Linked DNA regions of Sus scrofa: all the other regions are linked to region 2. The links are chromatin contacts, called in public Hi-C and HiChIP or PLAC-seq maps. All regions are on one chromosome and are shown on one strand. Each heading gives the region's core, a stretch centred on a gene start, on an enhancer-like site or on the middle of the called end of the contact. The rest is flanking DNA. Distances are from core to core; before and after follow the strand shown.

The links. A called contact is a pair of places that touch in the nucleus more often than the background predicts. HiChIP or PLAC-seq counts read pairs in DNA pulled down with a chosen protein or histone mark.
Region 1: an H3K27ac HiChIP or PLAC-seq map of skeletal muscle shows a contact between it and region 2, with 8 times the contacts expected there. The contact joins two enhancer-like sites. A contact is called at or near these places in 3 of 47 Hi-C or Micro-C datasets (embryonic fibroblasts, heart right ventricle and skeletal muscle) and 1 of 2 datasets of contacts at active chromatin or transcription factors (skeletal muscle).
Region 3: a Hi-C map of liver shows a contact between it and region 2, with 8 times the contacts expected there. The contact joins two enhancer-like sites. A contact is called at or near these places in 1 of 5 promoter capture datasets (liver), 26 of 47 Hi-C or Micro-C datasets (adipocytes, adipose tissue, brain and 15 more) and 1 of 2 datasets of contacts at active chromatin or transcription factors (skeletal muscle).

What each region holds. Positions count from the first base shown.
Region 1 is chr16:23,952,268-23,954,967 of Sscrofa11.1, reverse strand. The region is part of intron 3 of LOC106506470 (a long non-coding RNA gene); the gene reads left to right. Among named protein-coding and RNA genes, the nearest start is that of OSMR, 88 kb to the left of the region's middle. Within about 2 kb of position 1,382, at least 3 of the 83 cell types and tissues checked have an H3K27ac peak or open chromatin away from gene starts, as enhancers often do. A contact at or near this core is called in skeletal muscle, where this site is marked.
Region 2 is chr16:23,583,851-23,586,550 of Sscrofa11.1, reverse strand. It overlaps EGFLAM (pikachurin), which reads right to left. Exons shown (of 24, transcript XM_021076641.1): 19 at 1,146-1,224. Among named protein-coding and RNA genes, the nearest start is that of EGFLAM, 180 kb to the right of the region's middle. Within about 2 kb of position 1,435, at least 16 of the 83 cell types and tissues checked have an H3K27ac peak or open chromatin away from gene starts, as enhancers often do. A contact at or near this core is called in liver and skeletal muscle, where this site is marked.
Region 3 is chr16:24,006,449-24,009,148 of Sscrofa11.1, reverse strand. All of the region lies in intron 3 of LOC106506470 (a long non-coding RNA gene), which reads left to right. Among named protein-coding and RNA genes, the nearest start is that of OSMR, 34 kb to the left of the region's middle. Within about 2 kb of position 1,343, at least 4 of the 83 cell types and tissues checked have an H3K27ac peak or open chromatin away from gene starts, as enhancers often do. A contact at or near this core is called in liver, where this site is marked.

The sequences.
Region 1 (2,700 bases), core at 133-2,632, 370 kb before region 2:
GTTTCTCTATGATCAGCGGGTATTACCTTGATAACTGGAAAGAAAATAAAAGAATCTTTCTAAAAAACCTGTACTCAGGTTTGAAGCTTGCAGGAATGTATGTAAGAAACCATTTTTAAAGGAAAACAGACGTGAGATTACACATCCATATGTTAATAGCAATCATCGTAGACATGATGGGGATATGGGTGATTTTTCTTGGCTTCCTAGTGCTTCCTAGCGTTTTTCCAGTTTTCTAAATGAATACAAATTACTTCTTTTTTTTTTCTTTGTCTTTTTGTCTTTTTTAGGGCCGCATCCATGGCACATGGAGGTTCCCAGGCTATGGATCTAATTGGAGTTGTAGCCACCAGCCTATACCACAGCCACAGCCACGCGGGGTCTGAGCCACGTCTGCGACCTACACCCCAGCTCACAGCAATGCTGGATCCTTAACCCACTGAGCGAGGCCAGGGATCAAACCCGAAACCTCATGGTTACTAGTCGAGTTTGTTAACCACTGAGCTATTACAGTAACTCCCACATATTACTTCTGCAATCAGAAAAAAATCAAACATTCTTTCAAAAAATGCTATGTAAGGAGTTCCTCTTGTGGCTCAGCAATTTACAAACCTGACTAGCATCCATGAGGATGTGGGTTTGATCCCTGGCCTCGCACAGTGGGTTAAGGATCTGGTATTGCCGTGAGCTGTGGTGTAGGTCGCAGACATGGCTCAGATCCCGAGTGGCTGTAGCTGTGGTGTAGGCTGGCGGCTACAGCTCCAAATGGACCCCTAGCCGGGGAACCCCCATATGCCATGGGTGCGGCCCTAAAAAAGACACACACACACAAATGCTATGTAATATTCCTCTCCTCAACTAGATCCTCAGAACTCTGAGGATGAGGAAACCTGGCTTTAGTTGTGACCCTAAAAGTAATTAGCTGTTGACTGGAGCCAAGTCACATCCAGTGAAGCCATCCATTTCCATGGCTTCAGAGAGGGGTCATAATTCTAGTGCCATCTCCCCCTGAGGGCGTCTGTCCCCCACAAGCATAGGCCTGTGAGAGCACTTGGAAGGAAAGTACTAAGTTGGGTACCACAGCTAGAACTGATGTTCCACAAATATCCTATTCAATATTATGAAGGGAACATGCTGTCATTTCAAGGCACATTATTTTTATCTCGAGGGAAGAGACTAAATCAGTTATTAAGTCAGTCTCCTATACTTTGGCACTTCTTGTGCTGACTGATGTCATGTGAGAGTGCAAGGGGAGAAAGTTTGTCCTTATACACGTTGGCTTCCTGCCACCATCCAGGCTCAGGCCCAGGGATCTGGCCCTGTGAGGCAGAGCTGGCAGGCGGGTAGGGGCTGGGGTGTGGCCAGCTCTGGGAAAGGGCTGCTCCCCTTGGTTGGGAAGAAACCTGCTGGGGACAAGGATTCTGAGAAGGTTGCAGATGCTGCCCTCGAGTCTCGTTAGTCACCGAGCCTGAATCATTTACAAAGACAGACAATCAGACCCTCTGACCAGCAAAGCACACCTCTTGGCTGCGCAGTTGACAGAAAATCTATGACTGGGTAAGGCGGCTCCATCAGGGAGCTAAAGCCACTGTTCTCTTCTAGTAAAAAGTCACTAACTATCAGTGTTCAGTCATCTAGTTTTATGGCTGTGATGATTCACAGAGTCTCTGAAAGAAGAAAAAAAATGACATGGAAGGAAGAGCTTATAGATCAACCTGTTCAAACAGAAGAGACTTTATCGATCAATCTCTCTATAATGTGTAATAGAGGGAGATTTATATTTATTTATATTTCTTTGAATTTCAAGTTTCACTAGGCATTTAATAATATATTCTCATGATCATTCTCTTCCTCTCTCTCTCCCATCCCAAGAGTGGACATGGAATTTATTTATTCTAGGCATTCCACTTAATTCAAGCTCTTCTGTGGCTAAGCACCAGTGGAGGGGGTGGGGCTGCTTTCAAAAGCTTGTATTCTGATTATGCTTTTGTTAAGATCTCTTTATTGTAACATGATTGGTATATTGGTAGAATGAAGGGTTCTTGAATTACTTTTCTGTCTTACACCTGGCTGATTTTTCCATCTGCCTCAAAGAAAAAAAAAAGTATTTTCCCCACTTGCCAGGCAATTTTAGGAGTTGTCCTATGGTTAGAAAAAACAGGAAGCAAAGCTGAAGATTATTAATATTAAAACTGAATGTTGGGGAGTTCCTATTGTGGCTCAGCAGAAACAAATCTGACTAGCATCCATGAGGATGTGGGTTCAATCTCTGGCCTTGCTTAGTGGGGTCAGGGATCCGGGGTTGCTGTGAGTTGTGGTGTAGGTTGCAGATGCAGCTTGGAACTGACATTGCTGTGGCTGTGGCATAGGCTGCTAGCTACAGCTCCAATTTGACCCCTAGCCTAGGAACCTCCATATGCCGCAGGTGTGGCCAAGAAAGAAAGAAAGAGAGAAAGAGAGAGAGAGAGAGAGAGAGAGAGAGAGAAAGAGAGAGAGAGAGAGAAAGAGAGAGAGAAAGAAAGAAAGAAAGAAAGAGAGAAAGAAAGAGAGAGAGAAAGAAAGAGAAAGAAAGAAAGAGAGAAAGAAAGCGAGAAAGAGAGAAAAAAAGAGAAAGAAAGAAAGAAAGAGAGAAAGAAAGCGAGAAAGAGAGAGAGAGAGAAAAAAAGAGAAAGAAAGAAAGAGAGAGAAAGAAAGAAAGGA
Region 2 (2,700 bases), core at 186-2,685:
AGCCACCAGATTCCACCCTAAGAACTGGATACTTTTTTGGCTTAAAGTGCCTTGGTCTGTGAAGATGCGAGCAACCTAAAGGGGATGGAAAAAATCTTAGAACCATGGTGTGGGTGCGGGGTGGCAGGCTATCAACAACAAAGAGCTGGGGGAAGGAGAAGGAAGAGAAAAGGTCAAAGCAAAAGCGCCAAAGAGGAGACTCACTGGATTGAAGATTCTGCCTAGAGTCCATTTTTCTCTTGTCGTGTAAGTTGGCTATTCCAAACCAGGAGCTTGGACTCGGAGTGGGGCTGGAGCTTCTGCCACCAGCAATTAAAAGCCACATCTGTGGAGTTTCCACTGTAAAGCAGCAGGTTAAGGATCCAGCATTGTCTCCGCAGGGGCTCAAGTTCAATCCCCAGCCTGGAGCATGGGGCTAAGGGTCCGGGGTGGCCACAGCTGTGGCGTAAATCACAGCTGCTGCTTGGATTCGATCCCTGGCCCAGGAACTTCCATATGCCATGGGTGCAGTCAGAAAGGAAAGAAAAAAGAGCCACAGCTGTGACTCGGGCATCTCCTTGGGCCATGCTCCACATGAAGAGAGCTAAGGAGCCCCTCATCGAACTGGTAAGAGCCTGAAGAGGACAGTGGACCTTGCTGATGAAAACACGAAGTGGGACATGGACTTGGAGCTGTCTATGCGGCGGAGGCGCACCAGAACCCTTCTGCAACTGGTTCCAGGCAGACCCTGGCCATAGCACAGCAGGAAGCTGACTGCCTGCTGGGGAAGCAAGTGCATGTAACCCTGCCTTCTGGAGCATCAAGTTCTCACTGCTTCTCAAAGCCTGAAGGGTAGCAATCCCGGGTCTGGGTACACTCTTCTCTCCATGCCCTTTGACCAGAAAGGGTATGAGTTGTTTGTCAGGCGCTTGTTTGAAAGGCTGCATTTTTGAGTTTGTTTTTTTTTTTTTTTCGTGTGTGTTGTTTTGTTCTAGTTTCTATGTTTATTTTGTGTGTTCTTTTCCCCTGGGACTGTGGCTAAATTCTCGTGCCTTCTTGGAGAATTATCTTCTGGCATGCAAGATAAGGAACAGTTCTGCGGAAGAGACTGAGAAATCGACACCCCCCCCCAGGAGATAAGGAAGATGCTGGTGGAAGCTTATTACCTCTTGAGGATGGCTGGGTTGTCATACGTCAGGTAACTGCGGCCGATAAACTGCGGGATCTCAATGGCTTCCGTGATGGCTGAGACAGAAGAGAAAACGGAGGTTACATGGTCTGTAGTTCTCTTGACCCCCAGCCCTCAACCCCGTGGCAGGAAAACACAAAGAAAGCCAGCTCCTGGAAACAGGACATTCATCAGCTTGTCAGCCCCTTCCTCTTGGCAGCACACGCACTTGGCCCGGTTCGGGGCTGCGGGACCTGAAGGCCTGGAGTTGGCGTCTCCCCGTTGTCCCCTCCCTGGGGCTGGCTGCCACTGCTACTGGCTTCAGCATTACCAAAAGGCCTTGCAATATGCTGAAACCTGAACCATGCCCAGCGATTCCTGGAAGCCAAAGAGCAGGTCTTGGGTCACGTGGGGAGCAGCTGGGGAATAACTGTGTTATGTTCTCTAGGGAGGCAGAGAAAACAATCCCCCAGCAAACTCCCCACAGGATTTCTTTATTTGAAGCCAATCTGGCCCAGAACCCCTTTAGCCATGACCTCAGATGCTGGTGAAATAAGAGGGACGAGGTTTTGACTTTTTTTGCAAGCCACCTTCCCATGTCAATGTCACAAGCTTTTCATCGCAATCACCTGAAGAAGTGGGGGGCATGGGGGAAGGGAGGGGTGGTTGTCCCCACTTTATAGAAGAGGAAAGTGAGGCACAGAACCACCAAGGATTTGCCCAAGCTCATGCAGCTCAGAGCGCAACAGACCACGAACCAGTCTGGCCCTCCTCACTTCTGGCCCTCAGCCCACTTTTTACTTTCTAATATTTTACAAGTGTGTTTCCTTCCTCCCAACCTCTCGTCACTTCGTTTTCTTGAGGAATCACCCTCTTCCACCAGTTAGCAAGAGAATAGGTTAAGCAGTTGTGTTTGGTGTCACAAATTAGGGATAATTCAGGGCATTTCTTCTAAAGACGTAACAGCAATATCTCTTTTCTCTTTTGAAAGACCCAGAAATGGGAGTATAAAGAAATTAAGGTAGAATGAACTTCATGTTCAAAGAAATGTGTAAAACGAGAGCAAATAAGCCAGCTGAGGAAATCAGTTATAGTTTCACAAAACTATAAATATGTGGTTGGTGCAAAGCAGACACTGAACTAAGGACTCCACTCCCAGGAAAGAAAAATGTGTGATTGTGGACACTATGGATGACCAGAGAGTTTAAATTTAACTTCTGAACATTAGGAAGAAAGAAAGAAAGAAGAGGTAACAGCACACCACAAAACCTAATGACACTGGGCCCCCAAGTATAAGTTTCTATGTGGGCAGGTCACACACAGCATGTTTGCAAACTTCATAAAAAAGAAAAAGAAGAAAGAAAGGGAGAAAAAAAGAAAAGCAGAGGAAGAGAGGTAAAATTTAAAAGACAATTTCTGAGGTATCTATACAAGAAATTGCTTTATGTCCTCTGAAGAGGCAGAGGCCAGGACAAGGGCCCGCTGGGCCAGAAGGTCTCTTAGAGACAGAAGTGAAAGGCTCGGGCAGTTTAAATTCTGGCCCACCCCACTTG
Region 3 (2,700 bases), core at 94-2,593, 420 kb before region 2:
ACGCCAGCGTGTGCATGCATACTGCGCATGTGTGCTCAGAAACACACCTGCACGCCTCCCGGCGCCGCCCTCTCCTGAAATCTGCTTCCCGAGCAGGAATACCTGCCAGTGGTCCTGGGGCCTTGACGGGGACGGCAGGCCAAAGAGGGCCCTTAGCCAGTTGAAAGATCATTTGCATTTGTTCCAGGTCAGAAGCCTCATAAACAAACTTGCACAAGTAGCTGAGACACAAATATGGATGGCACTAAACAGGGAACATATTGCAAAAAAAGAAAAAAGAAAGAAAGAGAAACATACGGTTAAAACAGGAACAAAAATTAAGTTTGAAAAAATAATATATTTTTGAATATATATTATGTATTTTTTTGAAAAAAAAATTCACAAGACCTCTATATCTAAATATTTAGATATCTATACCTATATAGAGATATATTCACAAGAAGGTAAAGAGAAACCAAAAACCTAAACTAGAGGGAGGAAAGCTGAAAAATAAAGATGCACATTTATGGATTTTCATGACTGCTTTGTGACTTTACTTGGTCTGAAACTGCCCAAACAACATTTATTTGAGCAATTACGGGAATTCTCAACCATGCCACATTCATCTTGATACCTCTATCTGTTTTAACCTTGAGAAATCTATCAACCCTTCTAGCATTTATCTCTGTCATAACAATGATGCTTCTTTTGGCAGTAAACATCAGTAAACTTAAGTGCCATGAGTCATATTGTCAATTTTTAATTAAATCATGGTCTCGCTAGAGTTTGATTTATTTAGGCCTGAATTAATTCAGACCCTGCTCCACATAAATTTACATAGTTTATTTAACAAGCTCATGATTGTATACATTGTAAACTCCCTTAGAGTTTATAACAATATAGGCTGTAAAAGCACTCTCTTATCAAGCAAAGAGTGGGAGAATACAATTTCTAGGGGTGGTGTTATCTTTATTCTCAAACCGAGCAAGCATTATAAAGGAAATCTGTTGTATTCTGTGGTAGAGACATTTATGAGATCATTTAAAATAAGCATCCCATATGTTTTCACTCAGAGTTTTAGTGATATGGCAAAGCCTCCTGAAGAACTAGTGGTGCTGATTTTTATTTTTTCTTTCCCAGAATGGTTACAGATGGTTGTAAATCCACACAGTGAGCATCTAGGGAAAAACTCATCTGCCTCAATTAAATGTAGTAAATACCGCTTTAAGCTGCAGAAGTGTGAGTCATACGGAAATCCACTTTCCTAGAATTCTGATAAAAAAGCATCATGGTTAATTAATGTTCCCAAGAAAGGGTCAGAACTCACAGGAAGTGAACGGGAAGGTGACAGGAAGAAAGGGTGGGGAGCACAGGCCGCTCTGGCTCAGGGCTGTTGGTGACATTCTTGTTCATGCAGCCAGAAACTGACAGCAGCCTTGAGGAGGAGAGAAACCAATTGTGCTCGCACATTTACACGCAAATCTGACCAGACTGGAGGCGCAGGGATGCAGAGGGAAAGGGAGGCACAGAAAGAAGGGAGGAATGAAGCTACTATACATAAAACAGACAAGCAGCAAGGATTTACTGTGTAGCACAGGGAATTATACCCAGTTTCCTGTAAGAACCTATGAAATAGAATCTGAAAAAAAAAAAAAAAAGCTGAATCACTATGCCACACACCTGATACCAATACAATATTGTAAATCAACTATAATAATAAAAAAGAAATGGTATTTAGAACTCCCCCCAAATTAAATATCTATATTATTATTATTTTTTTAGTTGGGAAAAAAAAAAAAGAGAGAGAGATGCAGCGAGAGGGGCTGGATGGGGTTCAGGGAAAATGACCCAGGGAACAGTGATGGATGAGATGCCCTCCACGGCTGCTGTGGTCTGGGCCTTGCTGTCAAGTTGCTTTTGCGGGTTTGGGGTTTCACAGAACTTATTTTTTCAAGGTGCAATTCAATATGATTGAATGGGCACAACTGGCGATTCTCCACTCATGACTCAGTTGCATTTGTGGCCCATAATCAGTCATCACTTGACCCTCAGAGGGGAAAATGAGTCAGATGCATCTTCTGCAAAAGGCAAAATGGAATTTGCTTTGTGGGAAGAAAGCAGGGCACTGCCCATGAGTGTGTGCAGTGTTGGTGTTTACCACCCGCAGTCAGTGACCTGGGGCTCAGGTAGAAGGGAGCCAGGGACCAGGACTGGGTGGAGGTGCTCTGTCTGCAGGTTCTTCTCTTTTAGTTCGTTCTTCCCACTAAAATGGGAAGTTACAGCCCCCACGTTTCCAAGCAGACTATCAGGATGCAAGGTCCAACACAGGTTTTCAGGGTTTTTTTTTCCTTTTCTGATGAATGGTTTGATGGACACGCAACATTTACAAAGGGCTAAAAATCAAAGCAAATTTCATTTTATGCTTAATGAACTTATTTGTCAGAAAGAAATCAGGATTCTTCTGGGAAATCTAGAAAGGGTGGGTGTCATACTTCTAGCAATTCCTGAAAACCCTTATGTATTATTAATTTTCCTGGAGGGAGGGGGCTGTGAGGGCCTTTGTTGGTTTGCAACACCAGAAACGTAGCTGTATTGCTTCAAGGGGATATTTTTAAAAAGTCATTTGATGTATCTGATTGCACGTTTGCTGGGGGCCTGGGGTGGGAGGGGTGACTGTTATATAATCTGATAACATGTCAAGTATTGCAAATGCCTAAAGGC